Regions from separate parts of the Mus musculus genome. Here region 1 is linked to region 2. Evidence: chromatin contacts called from public HiChIP or PLAC-seq data. All regions are on one chromosome and are shown on one strand. Each heading gives the region's core, a stretch centred on a gene start, on an enhancer-like site or on the middle of the called end of the contact. The rest is flanking DNA. Distances are from core to core; before and after follow the strand shown. Region 1 overlaps Mical2 (microtubule associated monooxygenase, calponin and LIM domain containing 2). Region 2 holds the start of Usp47 (ubiquitin specific peptidase 47).

The links. HiChIP or PLAC-seq counts read pairs in DNA pulled down with a chosen protein or histone mark.
Region 1: an H3K4me3 HiChIP or PLAC-seq map of embryonic limb bud shows a contact between it and region 2, with 3 times the contacts expected there. The contact joins the enhancer-like site here to the promoter of Usp47 in region 2. A contact is called at or near these places in 11 of 39 promoter capture datasets (the 3T3-L1 cell line, 3T3-L1-derived adipocytes, embryonic stem cells and 7 more), 2 of 484 Hi-C or Micro-C datasets (the HL-1 cell line and the HPC-7 cell line), 9 of 115 datasets of contacts at active chromatin or transcription factors (bone marrow-derived macrophages, craniofacial prominence, embryonic limb bud and 6 more) and 1 of 9 other capture datasets (macrophages).

What each region holds. Positions count from the first base shown.
Region 1 is chr7:112,349,411-112,353,496 of GRCm38.p6, forward strand. Mical2 (microtubule associated monooxygenase, calponin and LIM domain containing 2) reads left to right here. Exons shown (of 26, transcript NM_001193305.1): 24 at 1-72; 25 at 1,915-2,017. Among named protein-coding and RNA genes, the nearest start is that of Micalcl, 23 kb to the right of the region's middle. Within about 2 kb of position 2,366, at least 12 of the 459 cell types and tissues checked have an H3K27ac peak or open chromatin away from gene starts, as enhancers often do. A contact at or near this core is called in craniofacial prominence, embryonic limb bud, neural tube and 1 more, where this site is marked.
Region 2 is chr7:112,021,417-112,025,188 of GRCm38.p6, forward strand. Usp47 (ubiquitin specific peptidase 47) reads left to right here and starts at 2,090. Exons shown (of 29, transcript NM_001357952.1): 1 at 2,090-2,330. The coding sequence starts at 2,292. It also overlaps Gm3960.

The sequences.
Region 1 (4,086 bases), core at 1,116-3,615, 330 kb after region 2:
CCCCATTTTGTTCACTGCAAAACCAGTAGCAAACAGCGAAAGAGACGGGCAGAGCTGAATCAGCAAAGAGAGGTACGTTGGTCTCAACAGTTCTAGGGGAGCAGGGTGATTGATCCCTTCCCCTTGATGAGGTCTCTAAAGACAGCCTCGGCGTCAGACAGTCTTCTCTAGCCCCAGAGGGACAGAGACTGCTCCCAAACAAACAAAAGTCCCTGCTTCCCTCCTAGCGTGTTCTGGGTTTTCTTAGTCTCTTCAGCAGTCTCTGGGGCCAACCCTGTTTCAGACAACAGCTCCCTGATAGGTGGCTGGCTTCCACTGAGGAGTCAATGCTTGCTCCTGGGTCAAGACTGGGCTGTCTGCTGAACTGTGCCCTGGAGCCACAGGGGAAGTTTACACGAGGAAGGCCAGGGTCTCAGGTCCCTTCCTAGGTTTTTTAAAGCAGCCACTGACTTCACTGATGGTTTGTGGCAGCTCCCCCCACCCCTGGCAGCTCTCAGGAATACCAGTTTGATGAACCACCTTGCACCAATAGAAACTCATAACGTGAGCTTTCCTAATGATACAGTCCTAGGCTCGCTATCAGAAAATGAGAAAGCAAATAAAAATAAAGTAAATAAAATAAATACCTATGACCACTTACCTTGGAAAAACTCCAGTTGGCCTTACGGTAATCTTTCAAGATGACTGGCGTTGGAAAACCTGACATTGTGCTGTCTCTCCTCCCAGGTGTTTCCCTGTGTGAGTAGATACTACGTCTATAGCTTTCTAGACTTCTTCACTGAACGTGTATCAAGTACAGGTTCCCATAATACTGAGACTCTTCTTTTTTAATTGTTTTCCATCTTAGTCTATGTGTATGGGTGAGTTTTCTACCTATATGTCTGTGGTCCACATGTGTGCCTGGTGCCCATGGAGGCCAAAAGAGGGTGTCAGATCCCCAGGGACTGGGGTTACAAATGGTTGTGAGCCATCATGCGGGTGCCAGGAATCAAACCCAGGTGCTCTGGCAGAACAGCCAGTGTTTTTAACCACTGAACCATCTCTCTAGCTCCTATGTAATCTCAGCCCTTGGGAGATTAAAGCAGGAGCTTTTGAATTTGGAGCCAGCCCAGTCTACATATGAACTTTAAGATCTGTCTAAGCAACTTAGCCACACTCTAACTCAACAAGGGGTAGGGGCGGGGCAGGGAAGGAATTGGAGAACAGAAGTAGGGAGCCAGTATTTCAGGAGAAAAACTCTTTTTAAAATTGAAACAGGATCTAACTATGTCAACCCCACTGGCCTGGAACTCAATGGTTAGTCCTAGCTGGCCTCAAAGTCTCTGAGACCTACCTGCCTCTGCCTCTCTGCCTCTCTGCCTCTCTGCCCGTCTCTCTGCCTCTCTGCCCGTCTCTCTGCCTCTCTGCCCCTCTCTCTGCCCCTCTGCCCCTCTGCCCCTCTGCCCCTCTGCCCCTCTGCCCCTCTGCCCCTCTGCCCCTCTGCCTCTCTGCCCCTCTGCCCCTCTGCCTCTGCCTCCCAAATGCTGTGATCACCTTGCTTAGGAGTGTAGTTTCTAATGCTATTAAAAGATTGTATTTTATGCATAGTCAGTAATCTATTTTAGGAGTTCCATCCTGTTGGGCTTTTATGCCATTTAATAATTTATCTTGCAAAGATTTTTACAATGAATATACTTGCATACAACTCCTAATCCCTATTTATAATCATTTGTGGACTATATATCAGCACAAGTAGATGTGCAAGTCAATGGGCATGCATATTTTGAAGGCTATCGAACGGCATGGTGAGTTTGCCCCCCTTAAGAGCAAGTTGTACCCACATTCAATACCGAGAACAGGGGTTCAGTGTACTTTGCTGGAGGCAGTCTCCTGAGATTCACCGACTAAATGCCCTTGCTTTGCTGTCTTCTTCAGGAGGAAGGAACATGGCAGGAGCAGGAAGCACCTCGGAGGGATGTACCCACAGAAAGCTCTTGTGCAGTGGCGGCCATCAGCACGCCAGAAGGCAGCCCCCCAGGTACCTCCACCTCCTTCTTTAGGAAGGCACTCAGCTGGCCTCTCCGGCTGACAAGAGGCCTGCTCAACCTGCCCCAGAGCCTGCTTAGGTGGATGCAGGGACTCCAGGAGGCTGCTGGCCACCATGTGCGGGACAATGCTCACAACTACTGCTTCATGTTTGAGCTCCTGAGCCTGGGGCTGCTACTGCTCTGGGCTTTCTCCAAGGTCCTGGCTGCCATGTACAGAGAGTCTGAGGAGTCTCTGGAGAACATCCGCAGCTGGCTGCTCAGGTTTATCCCAGTGAAGCTGCAGTGAGGTGCAGGCTGCCCCGCAGTGCCCTAACATTTCCAAGTGTGGACTGCAGATGTTTGTAGTTTGCTCTGGCTCTGGCCAGCATCTGTAACCAATTAGCTCCAAGCCAAAGAGTCCCACATTGGCCACTTCTGCCTGACTTTGACAGGGTTGAGTATCTCTTCATGGTGCTGGGGCCAGGGACAACATGAAGGATATTTTTTAATGTGTTTGTTTTCTAACAGCTTTGTGTTTTTGTTTTTGTTTTTTTCCAAACCAATGCGAGCCATATTTCTGGGTTTACATTTCAATTTTTAACTTTTCATAAGCCAAAAAGAAAGCACTATTTTTCTACAAGTATCAATATTTCTAACTGTTTCAACTTTATCGCCAGTTTTACAAGGCCCTTGAACTTGGCAGTGAGTTGAGATTCATCGCTGCTAGCAAAGTTAATGAGCTGAGACTAGAGTCACAAAAGAGAGGGTACCCGTCATGTGACCAGTGCCTTTTGATTTACACATCCAGATGCCACCTGGTCACAGTGGGTGCTGGGTTTATTTGTTTCAAAAGCACAGATATGTAAAAACATAATGAGGTTGGCAGAAGTAAGCAGAGGGATAAAATAAACCAAACTTGATCAAAGCAGCAGGGTGCCAGTGCTACCTGTCCTCAGGGTAGGAGAGCGTTATCTTACTCATACTTTATAAAATCAAAGAGTAGAGGCTTTCCCTCCTGTCCACCAAATCACAGCCAATGACAGAACCACAGGGTTGCCACGCTGCAAACGGCTATTTTCCTCCCCAGTAATGGGTACTGCAGTGAAAGCCTGATGGCACTTGACCCCGAATAGCTGTCAGGCTAATGCAATGCTGAGGACAAACTATTTCAGATGACGTCATTTTTCACCCCTGTTAAGTCCCCAACCCAGGCTGCAGGCTGAGCCAAAGCCCTTCAGGTCCACCATGGTTCAGCTGCCTCTCCCCTGATGTCCTTTGAACTGGGGACTTGCTGTCCTCTGGGAAGCATGGCCCTGATCAGTGCTGGTGGCATCCTGGATGCTTAGTCATGTGGCTACCTTGTATGTTTCCTCAACACAGTCAAAAACCCTTTTCTCAGTGCCCAGAAAAAAAATAGCATCTGGTCTTCAGGTGACTCCAAGCCCACAGTGTTTTCTGCTCTGGAACGAGCCTTCAGCTGTCCCCTCACTGTCCCTCCCTGTGCTGCTCAGCTTCAACAGCAGGTTGAGCAACTGGAGGGCTGAGAAGGGCCTTCCAGGGACTTCACGTGTCTACAGTCACTGGGTACAAGACAGCTATTTAGAGCTGCTACCGCAGGTGTGCCCTCTCAAGATTAGAAAGGTCTGGTCAAAGACCAGGCATCTTGAAAGCTTTGACATCAGCTTTCTGGAGGATGGGTAAAGAAGGATGCTTTTTTAGACTCTGTCTAGAAGTCATGGGAAAGACAGGCATGGCTGTGGCCAAGTCTGTGGGAAGCGCACCTCTGACCTTGTTGGAACTGTTGCCAGTGTGGTGACGTGCACTGTACATGCCCCAAGTGTAGCTGGGGTGTTAATGATCAAGAATGATGGGAGGATCCCTTGAGTCCTAGTAGGTTTCATTATGTCACATGAATTCTCGAGGTCATGTTGTAGTGTAGCTCAGGGTGGGCTGGGATGCTTTGTGGAATGCTCTGGGAAGCCAGAGTGAACTCTCCAAAAAAAAAATCTCATTTATAGCCGTAGAGGCTGGTTTGAATTACTCTGGTAGACAGGGTGTGTCTGACACAGGGCTGAGACAT
Region 2 (3,772 bases), core at 840-3,339:
AGAATGGCACCTAACTTCTAACAAGGCTTCTAGAGAACCAGCTCACTTAGGAAATGGAAATGGCATGCGTGAAACAGATTTGGACATACTCCCACTTTGTGATTTTGTCCAAGATGTGCCAGCCAGGGGGACCGTGGATATGCAAGTTGAGTTATTCACCTTTAGAACAATTTACATTTCAATAGTCAAGAGAATCTTGATGCAGTATTTCTTAAAAGTCTATGATGAAGTTTCAAACATTTACATATTAAGGCTGAAGAGATGGCTCAGTAGTTAAGAGCACTTGTTGCTCTTACAGAGGACCCAAGTGACTCACAACTGCCCATAACACCAATCCCAGAGCATCTGGTGCCTCTTCCAACATCTGTGAGCTGCATGGTTGTGGTTCATGTACACTCTGATACACACAAAATAAAAAATAAAAAAAATTAAACACTCTTCCCAAACTCATCATATGTATGCTTAAACATGAAGACAGACTTTTTTGGCCTTTTCAGAAATCTGAGTAGTGTATTTAAAGAATTTTTAGTCTACTTGGATTTTTGTTTTTATTTTGTTGATTGTTTTGGGAGAAGGTATTTGACTGTTCTGGGAGAAGGAGGTAGGGATTGAATTCGGAACGCTCTGTATGCTTGGAAAGTCCTTCACCACTGCAGCCCACCTGTTAAAACATAAAAATTCTAGTTGACATTAGGAAAGATGGAAAATTAGTAGCTGAATTTCAACAAAACCCTTTGTATGGCTGGAAGCTGAAACAGATAAAAATGAGCATTGTATTAGTAATAGTAGTTGAAAATGCACTTCTTCCATTAGGATCAAAATCTTTGTGGGTTACCTTTTTCAGCTTATGACAGCTATTAAAGCCAAGTACAGAAATAACCTGAACACTGAATCAGATATTTTAATAAGTGTTTCACAAAGAATTAGCTTTTAAAAAACTAATGAAACCTAGTCAATCAGAGTGCGTTCACTAAATATTTTCAGTAGGGTTAATGGATTTTTTTATACCATTACTACTTAAAATCTCGTTTATTTTAAATGTCTGTCTTTGCTATAATTTTTAGAATTTGTAGATGTTTTACAGTGCCACAAATAGCAGAATTCTAATAAATCTTACATAACTGTATAGAGAGCTTTTCTTGGGTGTGGGGTGTTCAATAGTAACAAGTTTGGCGAACCAATAGCATAGGTAAAGGAGTTGGCGCTGTGGATGCTGGGTACATGGCACAATGGAATTAACTCAGCAGGCTGTAAGAGGACTAGTTTGCCAAAAGTCTTCATGAAAGACGTCTCACTGGGTCTTCATAATGGAAGGAGTGCGGTGAAGGAAAATGACTAATAGGAGATTTGTTTGGTCAAACACATGGTATTTACCGTCTGGGGAGATTACAAAAAAAAACATATTCAAAAGGACAGCACAGGTTGAAGCGCACCACAGCTCTGCTCTCAAAAGGCTCCCTCAGACTTGGCCCTGTAGGAGGATGACAGCAAGCCACCCAGAAGGGTGCAGGGGAGCACCTCTAAGTGTAGTGACCCCTCTTTAAGGGGCTCCAGGGGCTAGCTGATGGGCACCGAGGTCCCTAAGGAGAGTGGGGCGGCCACGAAAACATGACAGACGAGGACCAGAGCCTTGAGGGCGAAAGCCAGAAAGGCGATTTCTCTACAAGGCGCGTTGTTTACCAGCTCGAGGCCAAAGGTTCCTCAAGTGGGGCTGCAGCGGGGTCGCTGGAGACCAGGAAAGAGTCTGGGGACTGCAGGGCTGAAAGGGGGGCTTTGAACTGGAGCTCGTTCGTGACGCAGGGGCCTCGTCCCTCCCTCGGCCGACAGAGGGAGCCGGAGGATGGGAGGACCGGCTTCCCCGTAGTGAAAAGCGCCTACACCGGCTCTCAACCAGCGTAGCGCGGCGTACCCCGGGGCTGAGCAAGAGGTGAGAAGATCCCGAGCTCACGACGGCCGCCTGCATACCCCAGGCGCCAGACGCCGGGCCGCGCGCCCACTGCGTTGAATTCTCGCGAGAGCGGCGGCCGCCATTTTTCCATTGATTGCCGCGGGCCGGGGGAGGGGCGGCGGCGGCGGCGGCAGCGGCGGCGGCAGCAGCGGCGACGGCGGCGGCGCCCTGGGTCGGTGTCTGCGCGCTGGTGTCTAAGGCCTGAGCGGAGGCCTCCTCAGTTGCTGGAGCGCAGGCGGCTGGGAGGATGACTGTCGCTGCCGTTCTCTCCTGAGACACAGCCGCCGCCACCTCCACCAGGCCCCCGCAGGCAGGGCGGAGACGAGCGGTCGGAGTCTGAGCGATGGTGCCCGGCGAGGAGAACCAACTGGTCCCGAAGGAGGTGAGGGGCCGGCGGGCCAGACTAGGCCCGAAGCCTGCGGTCCGCTCGAAGTCGTGCAGGCCCCGAGCGGGAGGCAAGGCTAGGGCCGGGCAGGCGTGGGGCCGGGTGGACGGTGGGCGCGGCGGGCAGTTGGAGACCGCTGGTTCCCGGGGCCACGTAGCCGAGGGAGAGCTCCGGCTGCGAGGGGCTAACGCATCAAAGACTGGACCCGAGGAGTTGGGTTCTGCTCCCGGGGGTGGGGGGGAGTATTGCGGAGAGAAAGTGGCCTTTGAAGTCCAGACTTCACACACGTCGAGCCGAGAGAGTTAAGAGAGATCGTTTCAAAGAAAACATTCTGGAACAGTTGCCCGTGGGCAGGACGGGGTGACGGTGCTGCTTCTGGGGTTTGACAGCGTATAGCTTACGGGGCTTGTGAAATCGACACCTAAGTTGAGATCTGTGGGAGGGCAGACTTAACTGTTAAAGAGTTGTCGGTCTCCCCACCCCCCTCCCCCCAGCCTCCATTCCCCCTCCTGTTACTTCGTAGTACTATCGGCCAGCCTAAATGGGGCCTACCCAGGATCGTTGAAAAAGTAGTTAAGTGGGGCTTGAACGGGAGGGTAAGAGATAGCCGAGTTAATTTCACCATATGGAGAGACGAAACGTTGTTTTTGTGTGTAATTTTGGTCTTTTTCTGGTGTTGCCAACTTGGGTGACTTAAATTCTTAAAAGCGAGTGACATAAGACTCCCGGACTTCTTGGCTTCCCTTGAACAGTCAGTAGTAGAAGATTAAAGGTAGAATCCTGCACTGGCCAGTGGATTTCGACATATTAATAGTCCGTTGGCTTTATAAATATCCTCAGCATATTCAAACATGTATTTTTAACTGCTGGTCGTCAGGCTTAATGCTTTGGACTTTTATATCTCATATACCTTAAATAGATGCCAAGTGTTAAGTTGAAATTAGGATGGTAGGATCTTGATATTTATACACGATCATTTCGGATTCCTAAATGTTTAGGTTTTGTTTGTTTGTTTTTTAATTGTAGCAATTTGTTGCTACACAGACAACCCCTGGCACAATGCAAAGTGACTTTATTTTGTACCTGAATAGTTAAAATTTCCCATCTTTCCTTAGATGGATAATAAGTTGATTTTTAGGGTTTTGTTTTGCCGTTTTGAGGTAGGATCTTACTATGTGGACTTTGAAGTACAGACTTGGCTGGCTTGGAACTCACTTGTAGATAAGCTGGCCTGGAAATTCTTAAGAGGTTTCCCTGTCTGTCTCCCCCGATGCTGGGATTAAAAGTGTGTGCTATCAAACTCAGTGGAGTGCCTGTTTGCTGTTTAAGGCTGAGTTGTGTGTGTGTCAGTATTTTATCTGTCAGACATCTCTAAGTCTCAGTACAGCAGATAAGCACGAACTAAAGATCTTGCCTCTGGAACAGTTTCAACAACTGAG